Regions from separate parts of the Mus musculus genome. Here regions 1, 2, 4, 5, 6 and 7 are each linked to region 3. Evidence: chromatin contacts called from public HiCAR-type, HiChIP or PLAC-seq and promoter capture Hi-C data. All regions are on one chromosome and are shown on one strand. The core of a region is the stretch at or near the end of the contact, and the rest is flanking DNA. Distances in the headings are between cores, read along the strand shown.

Region 1 (2,857 bases), core at 133-2,632, 490 kb before region 3:
AGGGGCCAGGAAGAGATCTCCTTGCCTGTCATCTACGGAGCTTCTCTTTGTGGGCTCACTGGTCCCTCTGGAAACCTTCACTTGTTTCTCTCAGGTCTGCTCAAGACGTCCCTGTGGAATGAAACCAAGCCAAGGTCTGTGTCTCCCTGACATGTGGTAGAGCCTTCCCACCTGCCTTGCTACTTTCAGAGGCTTAACACTGAGGTATTCCAAGAATTTTCCCAGTGCAGTCAGCAAGGAGGAATAGTCTTAGCCAGAGCCTTCCATCAGTGGGTCTGAAGAATCCCACTAGGTATCACTGCTTCCTCCTCCTCCTCCTCCTCCTCCTCCTCCTCCTCCTCCTCCTCCTCCTCCGCACAGTTGCCAGACAACATCCTCACCGTGATTTGGAGTCCTCCACACTGAGACAGACTGATAGAAGCCATATGAACACAAAGGGCCCAATTAAATCAGCTTTAGCTTTCTCACATTCAAATCTGAGCCTGATTCTTGATCTTGGCTTCACGAGGGGACTGTCTGGGCACCACAGTGGCAGCCCTGATATAAGTCTGGCTCGCATTCAAAGCTTGTCATCAAGCGGGGATTTCGCCACCCTGGAAATCTGTGGTCACAGGCCACTGCCCAGCCCTGTCCCCTGCCCGGCTGGGCTGTCTTCCTCTGCTTGCTCCCTTCTCTCATCCATGTTTGTCTTTTCCTCCCTGTGCTTTCCTCCTCTTCATGGCCACCTCTGCCTCCTTGCTGTTTTCCCTGGCAATCTCTTCTCCCAGCTTGCTTGCTGCTTTCCTGAATCTCCTTGTCTCTTCCTCTCTCCATCACATCTCTGCTCTTTCTCCCTTTCTCTCATGGGTGTGACTTTGTGAGTCCAGAGTGCCTGCTCATTGGATTTCTCAATACTTCTTTCTCTAAGAGTTGAGGGCAGAGGCAGGGATGGGGTCAGAAATGTGCCCTAGCCTATAGACCAGAGCCTTAAAAAGCACCTCGATTTACATACAGGAAAACTGAAACCAAGCAAGCCTCTGGGGGCTGCCTGGCTTTCGCTATTCAGAACCTGATATCACTGGGCTCTGCAGTCTTTCCTGGTGACAAGTACTGCACTCATCCTTGGCTCCCTTCCCGAGTGGTCGAGGACCAAGATGCGCTCATGGTAGCTCCCGTTCTTTTCTCTGCGGACCCACAGCTGCCTAGAGCAGAGCCTAGTTTCCTGACAAGGGTATTACCCGATGGGAGAAGCTTTGGTGATTAACGGGCAGAGATGTGGAAATTGCTCCTCCAGGCTTTCCTGCTGTGTCTGTGTCCTTTTGGGTGTTTCCTAATCTCATAAATCCAGCCAGACCTGCTGTGCTGTCTCGGGCTGCTCTCAGAGGAGAGGATCCAACTGTTAAACTGAGCTCCTCTGCCCTCTGCTGGCTCCACCGATAGCAGACAGCCGTCTTAAAAGCCCAGGGCAGGTTTTCTTCATTGTTTCACTTTAAAACGTTCTCAATGTCATAGGCAAGGTGCTCGATGCAGGAGGCACACAGAAACACGCAACATCAATTCTTCCTTCAAACTTGCAGTTTTTGAACACTTCGAGTCATAGTCTGTGCTAGGCAGCCAAACAAGGTTTAACCAATAACGCGAATTTTCTTTTTCACTGAACCATGAAATAAAAAGATTACTAAAAGGGACAACCAACCATTTCTAAATGCAGTGTTATTCCCTCTGGCCTTCCCAAATAGGTTTAGGGCTCTTTGCACAGGGACGGCCAAGACAGAAGAAGCACATGTCCTTCAGGAATGCCGCCTAATTGATGCCAGAAAGTTTCCTAAGAACGAGAACTGGAAAGGAGAACAAACTTAAAAGGTAATCGATCGTTCTGGAACTCAGTCTCCTCCTGCATTAGGTTTGAACGCTCCAGTACAGACCTGTTTACAGTCAATGACACATTTCGAAGAAGCTGCTGCCTTCTCACCTTGAGATCCACAGAGCTCACATCTCTGGAGGAGGGAAAGGGATCTTGTGTATTGGGCGCGCCCCCTTGTGGCTCTTCTTTCCACTGCCTAACCGGCGCTTTCAGAGCTCGCAGTCTTGCCCCATCCTAAGAACCAAGGACCCTTCCTGACCTGCAACCCTCTCTCGCTAGTGCTCGCTAGCATATAGTTCTCAAATAGCTTCTTTTAAGCATTTACAATGGATTAGGATGCTTCCAGTTTAATCTTCAATGAAGAAATGTGTGACTGCGGGGGCTGAATCCCCCACACTGCAGAAAGCTGGGCCACTGGAGTTCCAGGCTCAAAGCTTCCCCTGCAGCTACTCAGTCCTGATGGGGTCTCTGGCAGCAGCCAGTCCACCACTTTGGGACCTGGTTCTGACCTCTTCTCTTCCACCCTTTTAGGACAAGCTCATCACAGAGCTCCCTGGCTCTCTGCTTACCGAAACGCAGTTTACTGGCTGTAGTAAACTGAGTAGTACCCTTCTCCTCAAATTCGTGTCTCCATCCTAACCTCTCTAACTTTGTGGTACATAATGGCAGCCGTGGGGAATACAAACACTAAGCCTAGCTCTCTGCTTTCCCCCTGGCTCAGAGCGGCCCAGAGAGCTGTGTAAGATCTACACTACACTGGGATCATGATTCCGGCCCACCTCCACTGCATTCCTAGAGCCAAGCTCAGACCTCCAAGTGCTCTCTCCCAAAGAGTAGGCTGTGCCAGGGACTCTGGAGGCTAATCTTACCACTGTCACATAGGGCAACCCTACTCCCCCTCCCGACAGCCATCTGACTCCATCTCAATCAATTCCAATCGGCGCCATGATGCATCTCTTGTTGACCTGTAAGCCAGGCTTAGAACTGCCACAGTAACGGTGGACTGGGTGTGAA
Region 2 (2,700 bases), core at 161-2,660, 460 kb after region 3:
GCCAGTATGCTATTAAAACATTGATTTGAAACCTAAGATTCATAGGGTTTTTTTAAATGTAGTCCTAGAAGTTTTGTGAAATAGTTTTTCATTTTCTAGAAAATTAAAGCTCAAATCATTCATCCAAGGTCATACAACTGAGACTGATTTGAAAACTGTAGATAGAACTTTTTTTTTCTTTCTAAATAAAGAGTAGAAATTAAAGCTACAGAAATGGCTAGGTTAGTGCTAGTGCCTGCTGTATAGACATGAGGATCTAAGTTTTGACCCCTAGCAACCATGCAAAATTCTGGTCACACTGTACATGGTTGTAACCCCAGGGCTGGGTGGGTGTGCAAAAGTAGAGACTGGAGAATTGCTGTGGTTTGTTGCCTTCCAGCCTACTGAAAAATAGCAACTTCCATGTTCCATGGGAGTAAGACAGAAATAAAGGGTGTCACCTGATAGCCTCTTCTGATCTTCACATGTGTACCTGCATATCTTGTACTCTCTCACTCTCTCTCTCTCTCTCTCTCTCTCTCACACACACACACACACACACACACACACACAGACATACACACACACACACTTAATAAAAAACAAACTGGTGGTAGAAATGGGGAAGGGGCCATCCAAAGGTTAAGAAGCACATTGGAATTGATGTTTTTGCAAACTTGATCTGGATACACCATTGCTATACTCAATAAGAATGCATTTGCCATTATAAATAATGAATTAATAACTTGCTGGTATCTATATATGCACATTGTCCTGATCTTCTTAATTTTCAAATACAAAAATATATCATTGCCTCTATCTCACCCTTTACAAATACCTGGCTGTACCTTTTGTGTCCTTCTTCCTCACAAGTGTATAGATGCAAGGGTAGTGCTTACTTCACGGTAGTGCCCCATCCTTTATGGGTTGGCAAGTGAGAAATGAGAATGATAGGTTGGCAGTTGCTGCAGAGTAGGGGTATTCTTCCACTCATTTTTTTTTATCACCTTTGAATCATAAAATGTTAGTCATGCAAGGTACCTATGCCTAAGGACCTGCTACAGATGGGGAGAAGAGGAAATTCATCTCACTCCCCCACCTCAGGGTCACAAGGCACTTAGTGACACAGCCGTGAATTATAACCCAAATTTTATCATTTCTTTCTTTTTAATCACATAAAGGCACAGGAGAATATGTGAGTAGAGTTGAGATGTTGTTGCTACATTCAGTGAGGTTAAAATTGGGCTGACAACCTTGGACTTGATCTCATTTCCATGTGTCTTCTGTGAAATCCAGGAGGAAATCGGTAGATTGAAAGCTTACATAGTTGAGATTTTATTCCTAAAGTACTATATCGTATTTTACTTTATACTGTTTCCTCTGTAACCTTTGGCTCCCACAAGAGATTCTTGCCTCTGTAATTTCTTCCTGTTGCAAAAGAATTGGGTCAGAAGACAGGGAATCAAATTGAAAGAAGTATGTCCCCATTTGTACATAGGCTGTCTATAGCAACTGTTCTAAAAAGGTCATCCTTAAAGTAGCTCCCTCCAATGCCATGAACCACCATCCAAAACTGCCATTTTATATGGACTTGATAGAAACAACATAAATCTACTCACGGGATTACAGTTAGCAGCATCCATTTTATCAGAATTATGAAGAAAGTAAAGATACTCCTACTTCATAATTCAACATCCTTTGATGATAAGCCATGGAAGCAATTGGAATTCTGAAGGAAGAAAGCACTGGTGGGCCATTATGTATGGCATAACAACGTCTTACTTCCTAGACCATACACAGTCTTGTATTGACATGAACGTAAAGCTGAGTCCTGAAGCTACAATGCTAATTATGCATTTTCTGACCTTACATCCCAGCCATCTTTTAATGAGAACACAGCTGCCTTTCCCCTACAATTCGCCCTTCCTCTCTACAACCTGACCTTTCCCCCTGCCTGTCCCCTAAAGCACAGAGATGATGATCTTCTTGCAGATGTTGAAGTGACATCAGGATTGTTGGAAGACAATTAATTTACCATCAAGCTATTGTTTGAACATCTGTAGAGTTATGCTTAGTAATTCTATTGTGTTTTTAATTAAGCAGGTTCATTCATCTACAAATATTTATTGAGCACCTACTAACCACCAATCATTGTTCTGTGTACCTCCGGAGATCATGGAAATTAGGTACATTAGTGACCAAAGAGGAGAGGCATTTGTTAAATCCTCCTCTGTCAAAGGCTTTAATGTAGAACAAAGTTGTTTGCTTCAGAGTTCCAATGTAACACAAGTCAGTTTCCAAGACCAGTTATGCTCATTTTGAGCTACCCACCCCAACCCCGTTCCCTGGGGTTTATGAGGAAGATCACTGCATCGAAAGATCAAGTGCCAAGGAATCAGATTAAAATAGGGTTGTAGACTATGACAAAGCACAGCACTGATGCCATACACTTACTTAAGGGCTTCTGGGGTCAGTGTCACTAATGGTACTTGGCATAAATAAGAGATACTAATATTGCTGACCATCAATGTGACATTGGTATTTAATGTAAATGATACAGCACTGTCATAAAAAAGAACAAGTCATCATTTGATGGATGGCACAGAGGAATGAGCCCTTGATTTGGAGGCAAGTAATCCAAGCATAAGATGGGTCTTTTTCTCTGTGCCCCTGCTGCCATTTGACTTTTTGTGCTGTCCTTAGGATGTATTCTTATATGTT
Region 3 (2,700 bases), core at 104-2,603:
ACAGGAGTACGTACTTTGACACTTAGTCCGAAAGGTTCATCAAAATATAACCGGAGAAGAGGCACGTTGGAGCGTCCCCACCCCTGAAGTCCCTGGTGTACTTTTTCTGTCTGCATGACTGAGTTAGGCTGTAGAAGGTGAGGGCCCACGGTGGTGGAAGGTGGCTTGAGAGTGGGAAGGTCAGGGGCATGCTCAGACAGCTGTGTTGTGCAGGTCATGTTATGGTATTTTCCTTAGATCCTACCCAACCCAATCAAAGACCAGAATGGGTGGTTGTGTTATTAGCATGGGTTGAAGTTGTTTGGGAGACTGGGGTAAAGCAAAGGATACAGGATAGAAACACCCACACCCCCACCCACACACCCACACCCAAATCTGTGTTTTTGGTTAGTTTGTGACAGTGTCTATGTAAACCTCTCTTGTGCCGGGATGAAAAGCGTTCACTACTGAGGGCCAGAGGGCTTCCAGTGTCTCCTAGCCGGAATCTTAACCTAGTAAAAGGGGTTCTCATCGTTGCTCACTTTTACAAATATCAAACACAAAATATCCAAACCCAACCTTCCAAGAACAGGCTTGTCTTTATTCAAACCAGTTCACCCAGTTCGTGTATTTTCTTTTTTTAAGCTGTAAGAACAGAGCAAGCTTTCTGGTTGGTTTTCCGGCAGGGCAGGGTTGGGAAGCAAAAGTTAAACTCCAAAGGTTCTTGTCTTTGAACAAAGGACAGGAAGTTGCCCTGAAGCACTCGATTGCCATTGTTTCTCAAGGCTTGTCAACCACAACCTTCCAGGAACTGGGGTTAGTCACTTCAGTGGGTCAAGTCATCTGCCTAGCTCTAACTTGGGTCTAAGCTCACAGTTAGAGGCCGGGTCGTGCCTGGAGGCGGAAACCCAGCTAAGAGTAGAATACTGGCTCCTCTCCACGGGGCAGGACTGGGTCAGGTCCCAGCTTCGGAGCTCTCCTGTGCGAAGGGAACTGAAGTTGCTCTCTACCATCCCGGACTTCTGAGTCCTGCTGGAGTCCTGGGCGGGGCTCCGACGAGGCTCTTAGGGTGGGGGGTGGGGTGTTCCATGGCAGGATCTCTTTGCTCAAGCTCAGCTTTCCAATCTGTCGTCTGCAGAACAGACCCGAGTTGTGCCGGTTTCTCGACTTCCTCCTGCATCTCCTTCCTCTTCCTCCAGTGGAGGCAGATCCCTCTTTTCCTTCCTCTTCCCATGCTCCCTGTACCCCCTCCTCCCCCCGCGTCCCCTCCTCCAGGAAGTGCATTGCCCAGGGTCACCCACCTCGAGCCGCCGCTGCCCCCCGCGCCCCCTCCCCGTCCGGCTAGTGCGGCGGCCCGCGGGCACACGCCTCCCCATACCTTACATGGACAAATGCGTGCAGGCAAAGTCAGGAATTCAGGCCCCTGACGTCAGCCTCCAGCGCTCAGGGCACCGCACGGGAGACCGCGGGGAGGGGGTGGGGAGGAAGGAGGGGGAGAGCACCAACCAGCAGCCACTCCCGGCCTGCTGCTGAAGTTTCACTTTTTGTCTGTGGGTTCGCTCCCGGGGCCCGCTCGAGCTTTCCCGGGATAAGTAGCGTTAGCGGCGGGGGAGAGCCGGCCGCTGCAAGGTAAGGGCCGGCAGCGGGGCCGGGCACCGGGGAGGACGCGGGCCGGGCGGAGCGGGCCGCTGCGGGCCGCGGGCCGGGCCGGGACAATGGGAGGGGGAGTGCCCGGCACCTCCTCCTCCGCCCGAGCCTCCGCCTCCAGCCGTCGCGGCCGCCGCTGCCCGGTCCACCTCCTCCCCCAGGTATCGTAGCGAAGGCTTCCTCCCGCAGCCTCGGCCCGCGGGCGCCGCTCGACCCCCCGACCCCCCGGGGGACGGGCCGCTGAGGGTGGTGGGGAGCGCGGGGCGCCCTGCTCCGCCCCGCCCGCCGCGGAAGTGCGGGTCCCCGGCCGGGAAGCGGGGGTGCACGCCGTGGGGGAGGGGCGGATGCGGGAGTCCCCAGCGCGCCCCCGGCCCGGGCCTTTCTGGGTGCCCAGGGGGCGGGGCCGCGCCCGGTGGCTTCGAGCTTTCGTGGAATCCCAGTTGTCACCGCGGAAAGGGCCTAGGGACCCAGTGACTCGGAGTCTTCCCATTTTACAGTCAGGGCAGGCGAGGCAAAGAGAGGCAGGCTTTCCTGGAAGTCATCCCTGGAAGGTGGAGCCAGGTTAAGATCGGTGGCTCCGGACCTCTGCTCCCCTGCTGCCTTTTTAAAATTTTTTAAAAAATTTATTAATTAATTTATCTTTTTGTAAGCGGTTGTGGAGTCTCCACTGCTTTTAAGCACTGTAGGTTACAGAGGCCAAACTTTGCCCTCTGGGAGCGCTCACTGGAACGCAGGAGCCTAACCTGACTCAAAGTAGGAAGGGCCAAATCCTGGAGAGAACGCAAAGATCAGGTTTTTTTATGGGAGTTCGCGGAAGGACTTTTCTTATTTTGGCCTCCATGGCCGGACCCGAAATCCCAGAGGGGCCTGTGATTGACTCCTTTGAAGGATAGGGAGTTTTCTTAAGTAAAAAAGGCGAGGCCTTTCGTGTCAGGGAGGCAGCTGCAGACCAGAGAAGGCTAAATAAGGGTGGGGAGTGGGCGTGGGTGGAATTGTGTTCGTGGCTTGGGGTGGGAGTATGACAGGAGACCGTGTCAGTGGAGTTGTGGCTTGGGTACTTGGACAGGGCAGTGT
Region 4 (2,707 bases), core at 138-2,637, 430 kb after region 3:
GTGTCTTTTATAGCTTCTGCTGGACCAGGCACCCACATGACATTTGTTATTGGGATGTCAGCAAGTGTAAAGACTGTGGGAAGAGAGAAAGCTGACCCATCTAATGTAGACGAGAGCCTGGTACTAGTAGAAGTTTGCTTCCGTCCTGATTGTAGCTCATGGCAGGAAGCAGAGTAAAGCCTTTATTGATGACTAAGTTGTATTGAATATTACAGCATGTCACTAATCGCCACGAGACCCTAATGGAATACCATTCTTACTGAGATGGGAGCCAAGGTTCAGCACTGGAGAGAGGTGACACAAACACCACAGCCAGGGAAGGGCGGCCTTAAGCCCTGTGCCTAGAACACACGAACCCTTACACTGAAATTGGCCGCATAGTGTAGGTGTTTGCACAGTCACTTTCTCTTCTTGGGAAACTATCTCTTGTGTTCTTTAACACATCTTTGTAAATGAGAAAAAGGCACACAGTGCCCTGAGATCACAGTAAAATACAAGGGAACTATATTCATTTCCCATATTCCCATATTCAGACAGACAGACAGACACACACACACAATTGAAAAATCTTTAAAAGGATTGCTGTGGGGAACAAATGATGTCCTACGTGGCTCAGCAGTTGAGATCTCACTGCTCTTGAAGGAGATGTGAGTTGGTTCCTAGCACCCAGGGTTGATAGCTCATAACTGCCAGAACTGCATTCCCAAGGAGATCTGACGCCCTCTACTGGATTTTATGAGCACCTGCACTCATAGATCCCTCCTGACCAGAGTCTGTCTCCTTGCCCATCTCCCTGTCTCTGTCTTTCATAGGGAATGTTAAAATAATCTGATAAAATACAAGAGAAAAGTAACATTAGCTTTTAATCTAAAGTGCATGTGGGTAGGGTGAGTCACTGAAAATTGTACAAAAGAGATCTTAAGTTCTGTAGGATGTTTCAAAGTCTGTGGAAATGCAGTGAGTAGCCCAGGAACTCTGTAAAAGCCTATTTTGGTGCTCGGGGTAGACAGATGGTAATAAGGTAATGGGATGTCTAGTCTATGCAGATTCACAAGTCTGGTTCTGCATTTGACCATGAGTCAGGCCTTGGACATGGTTTCTCCATGTAGACTTATTTCTTTCTCTTTTCGTTTCTCATAAATGGCTACGAAGACTTGCTGGAAGCTGTGTGTGGTTCTTTTTACTGAAATTATCATTTGGGGAAACACTTGTTCTCTAAGACTTACTGAACTCCACCCCACAAAGCATGCCCCCTACTCAGATGTCATCTCCTGTACATCATTTGGAAGATGGATTATTGGGGTTTCCCACCAGTCCCCAGCTCAGTTTCTATTTCCAAATTCCGGCTGCCAGTTCCATACTTGGTTAAGATCCTGCTTCTGCCTGGTATCCTAGGGAAACAGTTTGTAAGGGCTGCTGTGTCCATCTGCCTTCCTGCCTGAGTTTTTGACTATACACCCTGATTATTTCCTAATCTAGAAGTGAATCACAAGACTGCAAATGCAGGGAACAGCCTTGAAATATGTTCAGAGTGTGAATACTTACAGAGTTAGGCCTGAGAGTGTAGAGCAAGACACTTGCATTTGTGACTCTACTTATGTATATATTTATAGGCACTTTGATAAAGCCAATGTAAGTGCATACATAGTTGGGCTGTGTATCAAGAAATCTTAATTTTTAAATGCAGAGACATTACAATTACAGTGTGAACATGGACCTGGAAACCTCCCTGCACACCATTCCCAGTCAGCTGTGACATTGTTCAAGGGACCCTTGGCTTGAAGTTGTCAAGATAAGATAAGTTGGTTAGCTTCAGGCTGTATCTCTTCATCTACAAGAAGCCCATCCTCCACTTGTCATGGGAATTTTGAGCCTTTGTCCTAGAATTTTTTTTTTGACCAAACTAACTTGTTAAATAATATATTCTACAGTCTTGGTTTTATACTCCTAGATACATAGGTATTATACCATCAGAATCATAATTTGGGGTGTAGTGGTGAATGTCTGAAATCCCACACAGCAGGATCCAGAGGTCAGGAACATTATGAGTTACAAAACAGGACTATATCACAAAAGCAAACAATGTAGAGTAATATAAGCAGTATCCTAGACAGATTTGATTTTTATATCAATAAACAGTCTTCTACCAGATAAATCTGTATACTTTTCAAGCTTTGAAAAGTTTGAACCTTACTCCTAAATTTCCATCCAGCACACTTAATATGAACAGCAGGTTATTAAAAATTTACCTATTTGGCTTGTAAAACTTTGGAGCCTAGTTGCTAAATTCACCATTGGACATTGTTGGAAGTCAAAGATGAGCAGAAAAGAAGAAAGCATAGGTTTTGACATTTTTGAGCACACTAACCTTGTCCTTGTAGTTATTCTAGCCAGTACAATGCTAAGTAAGATCCAGAAGATGTAGTGAGTAGGTGAGCTGGGCCTCTCACTGGAAGCTTGTGAATAAAAATGTTTGGAAGGGTAGACAGCCTAGGTCTTATCATATCCCTAGCATTAGAGATGGAGCCCTTAGCAGCTAGAATCTGGTGTTTCATTTAATTACTTTTCAAAATGCCGTTACCAGAATTTTTATGTAAATACATATTTTATTCCCTGAGGCATGTTAATATGAAATCAAAATTATACAACACTGAAAGGAAAACACAATTTCCTTTCTTTTCACCAGGTCTCTCTAATGTGTTGTTGA
Region 5 (2,726 bases), core at 129-2,628, 370 kb before region 3:
GTCTTTTTATTTAACTGTTATGTAACCAAGCTGTGCAGACATTTTGCATCTTAGTTCTCATCTAAAAACGGAAACAACAATAGAATCTACCTCTTCTAGAACCGAATGGGATGATGGGAAACAGAAAACTTAGGTCAGTCTCTGATATGTGCTCAATAGATGTTTGTTAATATATGCCAACAGTATGTTTTTGTCTAGATTAAAGGAGTGATATAATGACATGATAAGCCATAAATAAACCCTTGGTGTTAGGCCAGGTATAAAACTTCAGTAATTTCCAAAATTTATTTCTGCATTTATTGTTCATAGACTGACCATTTAGGCAAGGTATTACAAAGGCTTCCAGGAGGCTGGAGAGATGAATTAGAATGTAAGAGTCCTCCCTGCTTGTCCACAGGACCTGAGTGTAGTGCCTGGCATCTGTATCAGATGATTCACAACTGCCTAGAATTCCAGCTTTATGGAGATCCTATGTCCTCTTCTGGCTTCTACAGACACTGGTACACATGTGGCACACACTCACTGGAACACATTACATGAATTGAAAGCAATCTTAAGAAAATCAAGAAAGGGCTCACAAAGGGGAAAAAGCCTAATGGAAACAATATCCTAGTTAACATATAAATTAAAAGAGTTGTGGTCATTTTTTTTGCAAGGTTTTGGCTAGCTATCCTGTCTTTCAGACTCCCTGGTTGAAGGTTGAACCTTATGCCTCTTAATCCATAGTTTTCACAACTGTTTGGGAGGTGTAATCACTTCTCAGATCTGAGGGGGAGGGAAGTGACTTGCCCTAGTTCTCACCACTTTGTGTGTGGTTAGGCTTGCAGAAATGTTCCAGAGCCTAAGATCACAGGGCCACCACCCCCAGGGAAGAGCCAAGAGTCAATTACCCCTTGGGTGCACTTCAACCACCGGGTTCTCTTCCCAAGGTCAAACTGTGCTGAGGGGTGCTAAGGCAATATGGCACTCAGTAGCTCTGATCCAAATCTTCGCTCTATTGTTTTCTAACTGTGTGACCTGGGGCAGATAACACAGTTCTCCCAGTTTGGGTGACTAGTCTGTACAATGAAACAGTGAGTCTTTATGATTCCTGTGGAGATGGCACTTGCTATGAGGAGGGCAAAATGGTGTATTGGTGATACTAAGCTAAATACAAAAGTGCCTTTGACCTTGAAGGCCGTGAGGCTGGAGAGTCTCAGCTGTTAGAAACTGACTCAGAAAGAAGGTTTGAATATTGAAGCAGAGAGAAGGTCCAAAGAGGGAAATCCAAGCTCAAGAGAAAGCAGGATAAATGGGAGCAATGTCGAGCCTGTGGCTGCCCAGCCCTTTGGATCTGGTAAGTCGTGGAGTACTGAAAAGAATGAAATTGGGGCCTAAAGATCAAAGTCCAAGATCAATTGTTAAATTAGCTGCACAGTAACTGGACCCTCCTTCTGCCTAGGTTTGCTAGCTAAGAAATAAAATGGGTCATGAATTAAGTTTCCTGTCATTCTTAATATTCTGTCATAAGTGCCAGCGAGCACAGGTGAAGGGAGGTGAAGTTGTGGGCATGTCTAGTTCAGCTCATTAGTGTTAAATGACTTGAAACACTGCCTACTTTACAAACAACCTGGTCCTGAGGTATATGCATATCTTTCGGAAGTAAAGGTCATTGTTCACCTTGATTCCATCCTTTCTATTGCAACAAACTGGAAAGACATGTCTAAATCAGGCGAGAGTTAAATCTACCAGCAACTTAGAGCCATCACGTGCCCTTGAGACAGCAAGGGAACAGGTTGGATCCCTGGATTTGCAACTGTGCTCTCCCTGGAGTGATGGTAGTAAAGCAGCCCCAGAAGTGCCTCTCTCTGACAGCAGAAAGCCCATCAAAGAGGAGTAGAGAAAGGGAGAGAGGAATAGAGTCAGGAGAAAGAGGAGGCAGAGGGCAAAGGGTAGAGAAGTAAAGGAAGAAGAATTGCTGCACAACAACTCACGTTTGGCCAAGCTCCTAAGCAAAAGGCTCTCCTAGTCTCATTCTATCACCTCCTGATTCCTAAACTACCCCCAGAAGAGAAAAGAAAAGTCAAGAGACCCAGCATGATTGACAAAGGCCATGTAGAACTCTTCATGCCAGGTTCTCTTGTTCCTAATATACTTCCCTGCTGTGTGCGTTGATGTGGATTTGTGTAGGGCTGATCTTCACTGGTGTTCCAGGGATACTTTCAGGGCAAGACCTTCATAACATCCAGGCTGACTCTAAATCTGAAGTTCAACATTTTAGACATAGCAAGGGGCTCAGCAGATCAGTCAACAAACCTCCAAGGGTAGCCCCTAAAATCATAAAATTAGATTCCCTCATCCCCCAGCTTTGTTCTCCCGTGAGAAGATTTGGGCGAGACTGCCTACCAGACACGGCCACTAATCTTTTCAGGAATCAGTTAAGGCCCTGGATAATGGCTTTCAGTCACTTACTGAACAATTTACCCAGGGTCTGGTCTACTTTGAGGAGCTAACACTGCTCGTTTTACAGCACGAGGTGGTTAGGCAGGAATGGTTTGTGACTCATTTTGCAAAAGAGATGACTTGGTCTGGGGAAGTGTGTAAACTCAGTGGGAAGCAATTCAGTGTAGATTTGAATCTCCAGCTGAGACTAGGAACTCTGTTCCCAGAGCTCACTTACTGCCTCCATCTTTGACACCTAAAGGCACTTCAGTCTAGCTGAAGAAGAGCACAGACTGCCTCAGCCC
Region 6 (2,700 bases), core at 130-2,629, 340 kb after region 3:
TATATATATATACCCATTATACACATGTATATACATATTTAGATATATGCAGTTCGTATGGCTATATTTATAAAGATATAAACTATAATTTTATTCCTCTCTAGGTCTTTCCCTTCCTCTCTCCCCAGGTCTCTCTCTGCCTCCTTACCTCTCTACTCCTCTCTCTCTCCTCCTTTTCCTTCCTTCCTTTTTCTCTTCCTTCCTTCCTTCTTTCCTGCCTGCCTGCCTGCCTGCCTGCCTGCCTTCCTGCCTTCCTTCCTTCCTTCCTTCCTTCCTTCCTTCCTTCCTTCCTTCCTTCCTTTCTTCCTACTCTTCCTTCCCTCCCCTGTCCCTTTCTCCTTGCTTCCCTCCCTCCCTCCCTCCCTCCCTCCCTCTTTCCCTTCTTCCCTCTCTCCCTTCACTCTCTCTGTCTCTCTCCTCTTTCTTTCTTTCTTTCTTTCTTTCTTTCTTTCTTTCTTTCTTTCTTTCTTTCCCCCTTTCTTTCTAGAAAATCAGTCCCTTGTATCTTTCACAGCTGACACTGTGAAACCTAGATCTCAACTATAGTAAGGCTGAAAACTAAGGTGAGGTTTTTGCTTTAAAGGAAGTGGTTTGTCCTTGCATATATGAATCCTTGACCTAGTATGTTTAAAACAAAGGAATAGTTAGGATTCTAAATATGAATGTCAGCATTTGAGGAAATAGTTCTTTCTACTTCCCCAGAGATAACAGTTCCTGCTCCTTTCCCCTCCCCTTCTTTTCCTTCTCTCTTCCCCCCTCTCCCTCCCTCTCCCTCCATCCCCTTCTCTTCCCACATCCTTTCCTATTATGCTTTCACTTTTACTGGTTTGGCTTGTTTCTTCTCAGTCAGGGATGTTGCTCACCAGTACCTTAAGCTATTTTTTCTTCTCATTTTCTCTAAATATCGTCTATGGTGTGAGGTTTTTTTTTTTTTTTTTTTAACTTATTTCCTTCCTGGGACTCTTTCTGATAGATTTAAATACAGCTCCTGCAGCCCCTTCATACACTTTACCTGCTTTGATCAGTCCATGCTGCAGCAGTCCAGGCTAGCTCTGCAGCCACTTGTAGTGGGTCACGGTGTAGCAGAGTATACCACAGCTACCTGAGCCTTCAATGCCTGCAGCACAGGTTCAGCATTGGGGTATGTTTGGGATTAAGTAGATGTTCCTTCCAGGGCTCACTGAAGCTTCCATTACTATCATGAATGATCTTCCCTCTCTCTCAGTTCCAGCCCAGATGGAGTCTTGACTTTTCATAATTTATTCAGTGACATGCACTTCCTGTGTCTAATAGTCAATCACTTACCAAAGGGGGAGAGGTGATAAGAGAGTAAGAATAATTTTGTCATGATTCATAGGCACTTGGCCTTCACTGAGTATTACCAAAAAGCAGACAAGGCAGGCTCTGCTAACCAGCATTCCTACATGGATTCTTGTGGCCTGAGCAGTCTCTAAGCCATGCCAAAAGCATCCCTGAAGTATTTACAAGGAATATATTTCTGTGGATGGGGATGTACTCTAAGCCTTTTTGTGCAGAAATATGTAGAGGAAAGAACAAAAGGAGGAAAATAGGTAGGACGCCTGCATTTGAAACCTGGTTCTCACCAGTCTCAGCCCTAAGATGTCACAGCGCGCTCTTAAATCCTTTACTCTCTTTGTAAGTATTTCAATGCGGAAAAAAAAAAAGTATATTTGTCAGGAGTCTGTGATCAAGAAAAAAAGTTGGGAAAACTAAAGCAATTAATAAAAAATGGAAAAAAATGTCAATTAGTCAGGATCTAATTTTATTATTCTAAATATTATGGAGTTTAAAAAAAACAGAAGGAGGTAAGTGCTTAGCTTTAAAAGTTTTTGTCAACCATAGTGCTACTATGTAGCCATTGGCTAGAAAATGACAATTGTGGGTTTTTTTTTTTAAGCACTGTCCTGATATACTGTCCTGAAGAATGATGCTGTTGAAACAAAGTACTGTTCTCAATAAATTTCTTGTGTGTGTCTGTGTGTGTGTGTATATATATATATATGTATATATATATGTATATATATGTATATATAATATATATTATATATATATTATATATAAACACTATGTACTCATAAAGTTAATGTGTGTGTGTGTGTTCAAAACAATTTGCCTGATTTGGGGAGGAATTTTGTTTTTGAACTTGCTCCCCTTTGTTCTGTGGCACTTGGAGATTCATGCCCCCACCTTGTTGAAGCTGGTGGGAGATACATTCCTACATTCTTAGGAGGAAGTCATGGTTCTTTAAAAATATCTGGCCTATTTTTCTTACATGGTGAAAAATGTTAATGTAGTAGGAGAGCATATTAGTCTTGGGACACCAGTATATTTGTTATGATTTGTTTTCTACCCAAAGTCAAAGATCTACAGAAGCCCTCATAATGTCCCAGAGGTTTTGTCAAAGAAATAGAACCAGCCTGAGGTATGTATTGGGATTAGCTGTGAAGGATATCTGTGGACTGACTAGGAAAACAGAAGTCCACACAGTAGGGTGTTAAAAGCAGCAGGCTGGCTGACAACTGGTTCATTCAGGTCTTCCCAGACCATCACTTCCTTGAAGCCAGTTGATTGGATTTTAATGAAATCTAGATGCCTCCAATTCCTGTTTGGTCCCAGGGACAGTAAGCAAAAAATGGTGATCTTCCAACCTGAGATGAAAGAGAAACATTGCTTGTCCAA
Region 7 (2,700 bases), core at 58-2,557, 410 kb after region 3:
AGGTCACACCTGTTGATTCTTGGGTGCCTTTCTCATCCCAAGTCTCTGTCCTTTTCCTAGCAATATCTCCTACCTCCCCACCCCTGTCAGCTGCAGATTTCCATTCATTCACATGACCATCTGGCCATCCCTCCTGCCCCTCCCCACATCTGATCCCAATTCACCCCCTATTCCCCATCTCCTCAGTTACTTTTCTATTACTGTCATAAAATATCATGACCAAAAGCAACTTAGTAATGAAGAAAGAATTTCAGAGTATTAATATCACTCATTCACAAATGATGTGGCACAGTGGCAATAACAAGAAGCTAGTTGGTCACATTTCATCAGCACAAAGGACACAGATAGAAAAGACAAAACCTGCAAAATGCACCCCCAATGAGGACCTTTCTTCAGCTAGGTTCCTTCTCCTAGAGTTCGATAATCTCCCAATGCAGTGCCACTGTTGAATAATCTCTGAATGCAGTGCCACCATCTGGTCCCACATATTTCAAACACATGAACCTATAAAGAGTATTTCTTATGCCAACCCCTGTATCCTCTCAACTTAGGAAATGCTATATTAGCCAGCGATCATGTTCCATTCTCACGATGCTGGAAGATGGTGACATTGTGATCCTTTCTGCTTGCTCTATTGCTGGACTGATGAACTAGTATTTGAGGTCACCTGTGTAACGCTGAAGACAAAAGAGTCACTTGGTAATCCCCTGGGGCCCTATTTTCACATAGCACTTAGGTTTGAAAGTTGCAAGAGGATTTAGTGAAATAATGATGGAACAATTTGGAGATTTGTGTTCTTTCAGGAAATACAGGTGTTCTTAGTAACCACAGAGCTGGCAGTCTACTGTGCATTTCTGCTTTGCATGTCCAAATATAAACTAGATGCTTAATGTCTAACAATAGCAGTTATCGCCTATTAAGCTGCTTATGGTATAAAATAATGTATTCTATATCACTCAAAGTTCTTTCTATAGCATTGTACTGGTTATATATGTCGAATGCCTCTTTCACGAGGTCTTTATGATCATGAAGTATATTGCCTGGAATATGTTATCATAGATGGAGAACGTAGTCACAGCCAGTAGCCATAAAGCCTGCACTGCTTTCTAGCAAAGCAACCTTCACATGCTGTCTGATTTGAAGTCTTGCATCTTTAAGATAGGATCCTAGTGTTACACACAGCTATCTGTGTAGATGTATAGCTCACACATTTACAAGAAAAGGAACCAGGGTGACTTTAGTATAGTTCTCTGCCATTCATTTATTTCAGGAATGTTTCTTTGGGTGTGTTCCAAAGTATATTTGTATAGTAAAAGTCTTATCAGGCAAGCTGGCAAACTAGTGGCTTGGGGCCCCAGTAGAAGAGACACACCGGTTCTCGCTGATCAGTTCTTCGAGATTACTTCAAATCCCTGTTCACTTTTACAGTCTGGCAACACTTCTCACAGAAACTCATTACACAGATCAATGTCTGACAAGATTATTTTACTTTGATTTTATGCAATGTGTTTTGCTTGTGGTTTGGATCTTGTGCCATACAAACACCTTCTCCTGCGCACAATTCCAGTGCTGGAAAGCTGATAGAATCTTTTTAACTTTAATGTTCTTTTCCCCCTTAGTCTTCATTGATTCCCTTTTAATTTCTCTGTTCCTTATCATAGGCATAAGCATATTATTGATTGTATTGATTATGTCTTTTAAAACTAATGAAGTGAAGAGATATACCTCATCTCTATGCAGCTGGCTTCATTTTGCTTTTGTGACATCCTCACCTGCTCATGAGTGTGGCTCACAGTCCTCTGGACCGGATTATCATTCTTATTCAGATGATTTCCCCCAACAATGTATTTATTGGTTCTGCATTTGCATATGAAAAGAGAACCTGAGATGCTTGTCACAGTTCTTTAAGGAAGCTTTCACTCTTTTCCAAATCAGCATCATTTTCTAATGTGTACATGCAGTCAAGTGTATAGGGCAAATATTTGTCTATTGTTTAATTCTCTTGCTCACAAGCTCCTTTTAAGTACTTAGTGCCCTTTTATACATATGTACAATGACTGTAGGAATTGTTAAGTGGTTAAAAATCAAAGCACAATAATATACTTCAGCATTTCTGTTAAGTTTTTCATTCACTTATTTTAGGCCCCAAAAATAAGCATCATAGAATGTCCTTTCTGATATAAAGTAGAGTTCTCATGTGTGAATAAGTATCTCTGTGTGTGTGTGTGTGTGTGTGTGTGTGTGTGTGTGTGTGTGTGTGTGTGTGTGTTTGAGAGTGTTTACCACAGTTTCCAGTCATTCACCAAGAATGCAGTTGTTGTATCCTATGAGAGCATTTCAGGAAGCTGGCAGTCTTCTGAAGCGGGTGGGCCACTGCATCTTTTTTTTTTTTTCCATTTTTTATTAGGTATTTAACTCATTTACATTTCCAATGCTATACCAAAAGTCCCCCATATCCACCCACCCCCACTCCCCTGCCCACCCACTCCCCCTTTTTGGCCCTGGTATTCCCCTGTACTGGGGCATATAAAGTTTGCAAGTCCAATGGGCCTCTCTTTCCAGTGATGGCCGACTAGGCCATCTTTTGATATATATGCAGCTAGAGTCAAGAGCTCCGGGGTACTGGTTAGCTCATAATGTTGTTCCACCTATAGGGTTGCAGATCCCTTTAGCTCCTTGGCTACTTTCTCTAGCTCCTCC

Evidence for each region. Promoter capture Hi-C pulls out the DNA fragments that hold promoters and counts their contacts. HiCAR-type assays count read pairs that join an accessible place to other places. HiChIP or PLAC-seq counts read pairs in DNA pulled down with a chosen protein or histone mark.
Region 1: a promoter capture Hi-C map of hippocampal neurons shows a contact between it and region 3, with 3 times the contacts expected there. The contact joins the enhancer-like site here to the promoter of Lpp in region 3. A contact is called at or near these places in 5 of 39 promoter capture datasets (hippocampal neurons, liver, pre-B cells and 1 more).
Region 2: a contact with region 3 is called in a promoter capture Hi-C map of 3T3-L1-derived adipocytes, with 2.6 times the contacts expected there. The contact joins the enhancer-like site here to the promoter of Lpp in region 3. A contact is called at or near these places in 10 of 39 promoter capture datasets (the 3T3-L1 cell line, 3T3-L1-derived adipocytes, the C10 cell line and 5 more), 1 of 484 Hi-C or Micro-C datasets (bone marrow-derived macrophages), 10 of 115 datasets of contacts at active chromatin or transcription factors (the 230-238 cell line, CD8 T cells, the SCID.adh cell line and 5 more) and 1 of 9 other capture datasets (embryonic stem cells).
Region 4: a contact with region 3 is called in a promoter capture Hi-C map of hippocampal neurons, with 3 times the contacts expected there. The contact joins the enhancer-like site here to the promoter of Lpp in region 3. A contact is called at or near these places in 14 of 39 promoter capture datasets (the 3T3-L1 cell line, 3T3-L1-derived adipocytes, the C10 cell line and 9 more), 3 of 15 datasets of contacts at CTCF or cohesin (CD8 T cells, large pre-B cells and pro-B cells), 3 of 484 Hi-C or Micro-C datasets (cerebral cortex, embryonic stem cells and liver), 15 of 115 datasets of contacts at active chromatin or transcription factors (the SCID.adh cell line, acute myeloid leukemia, bone marrow-derived macrophages and 10 more) and 4 of 9 other capture datasets (adipose tissue, embryonic stem cells, liver and 1 more).
Region 5: a contact with region 3 is called in a HiCAR-type map of kidney, with 4 times the contacts expected there. The contact joins the enhancer-like site here to the promoter of Lpp in region 3. A contact is called at or near these places in 6 of 39 promoter capture datasets (the C10 cell line, cranial neural crest, liver and 3 more), 1 of 484 Hi-C or Micro-C datasets (bone marrow-derived macrophages), 13 of 115 datasets of contacts at active chromatin or transcription factors (the 230-238 cell line, bone marrow-derived macrophages, embryonic forebrain and 9 more) and 1 of 9 other capture datasets (liver).
Region 6: a contact with region 3 is called in a promoter capture Hi-C map of the SN4741 cell line, with 2.6 times the contacts expected there. The contact joins the enhancer-like site here to the promoter of Lpp in region 3. A contact is called at or near these places in 10 of 39 promoter capture datasets (the 3T3-L1 cell line, 3T3-L1-derived adipocytes, the C10 cell line and 6 more), 4 of 484 Hi-C or Micro-C datasets (embryonic fibroblasts, muscle stem cells, stem cell-derived neural stem cells and 1 more), 6 of 115 datasets of contacts at active chromatin or transcription factors (the SCID.adh cell line, bone marrow-derived macrophages, craniofacial prominence and 3 more) and 2 of 9 other capture datasets (adipose tissue and embryonic stem cells).
Region 7: an HNF4G HiChIP or PLAC-seq map of pancreatic cancer cells shows a contact between it and region 3. The contact joins the enhancer-like site here to the promoter of Lpp in region 3. A contact is called at or near these places in 8 of 39 promoter capture datasets (the 3T3-L1 cell line, the C10 cell line, hematopoietic stem and progenitor cells and 3 more), 1 of 15 datasets of contacts at CTCF or cohesin (pro-B cells), 2 of 484 Hi-C or Micro-C datasets (cerebral cortex and liver), 11 of 115 datasets of contacts at active chromatin or transcription factors (cardiomyocytes, craniofacial prominence, embryonic hindbrain and 8 more) and 1 of 9 other capture datasets (embryonic stem cells).

The regions. Positions count from the first base shown.
Region 1 is chr16:23,897,044-23,899,900 of GRCm38.p6, forward strand. No RefSeq gene overlaps it. Among named protein-coding and RNA genes, the nearest start is that of Sst, 7.6 kb to the left of the region's middle. Within about 2 kb of position 1,383, at least 58 of the 459 cell types and tissues checked have an H3K27ac peak or open chromatin away from gene starts, as enhancers often do. A contact at or near this core is called in hippocampal neurons, where this site is marked.
Region 2 is chr16:24,851,276-24,853,975 of GRCm38.p6, forward strand. The region is part of intron 9 of Lpp (LIM domain containing preferred translocation partner in lipoma); the gene reads left to right. Among named protein-coding and RNA genes, the nearest start is that of Mir28a, 25 kb to the left of the region's middle. Within about 2 kb of position 1,411, at least 5 of the 459 cell types and tissues checked have an H3K27ac peak or open chromatin away from gene starts, as enhancers often do. A contact at or near this core is called in 3T3-L1-derived adipocytes, where this site is marked.
Region 3 is chr16:24,391,997-24,394,696 of GRCm38.p6, forward strand. Lpp (LIM domain containing preferred translocation partner in lipoma) reads left to right here and starts at 1,354. Exons shown (of 13, transcript NM_178665.5): 1 at 1,354-1,608. Lppos (LIM domain containing preferred translocation partner in lipoma, opposite strand) reads right to left here and starts at 1,659. Exons shown (of 2, transcript NR_037954.1): 1 at 1,358-1,659; 2 at 560-1,111.
Region 4 is chr16:24,821,669-24,824,375 of GRCm38.p6, forward strand. All of the region lies in intron 8 of Lpp (LIM domain containing preferred translocation partner in lipoma), which reads left to right. Among named protein-coding and RNA genes, the nearest start is that of Mir28a, 4.8 kb to the right of the region's middle. Within about 2 kb of position 1,388, at least 5 of the 459 cell types and tissues checked have an H3K27ac peak or open chromatin away from gene starts, as enhancers often do. A contact at or near this core is called in bone marrow-derived macrophages and hippocampal neurons, where this site is marked.
Region 5 is chr16:24,021,138-24,023,863 of GRCm38.p6, forward strand. No RefSeq gene overlaps it. Among named protein-coding and RNA genes, the nearest start is that of Bcl6, 34 kb to the left of the region's middle. Within about 2 kb of position 1,379, at least 9 of the 459 cell types and tissues checked have an H3K27ac peak or open chromatin away from gene starts, as enhancers often do. A contact at or near this core is called in kidney and trophoblast stem cells, where this site is marked.
Region 6 is chr16:24,732,117-24,734,816 of GRCm38.p6, forward strand. The region is part of intron 7 of Lpp (LIM domain containing preferred translocation partner in lipoma); the gene reads left to right. Among named protein-coding and RNA genes, the nearest start is that of Mir28a, 94 kb to the right of the region's middle. Within about 2 kb of position 1,380, at least 49 of the 459 cell types and tissues checked have an H3K27ac peak or open chromatin away from gene starts, as enhancers often do. A contact at or near this core is called in the SN4741 cell line, adipose tissue, embryonic fibroblasts and 1 more, where this site is marked.
Region 7 is chr16:24,800,199-24,802,898 of GRCm38.p6, forward strand. All of the region lies in intron 8 of Lpp (LIM domain containing preferred translocation partner in lipoma), which reads left to right. Among named protein-coding and RNA genes, the nearest start is that of Mir28a, 26 kb to the right of the region's middle. Within about 2 kb of position 1,308, at least 3 of the 459 cell types and tissues checked have an H3K27ac peak or open chromatin away from gene starts, as enhancers often do. A contact at or near this core is called in pancreatic cancer cells, where this site is marked.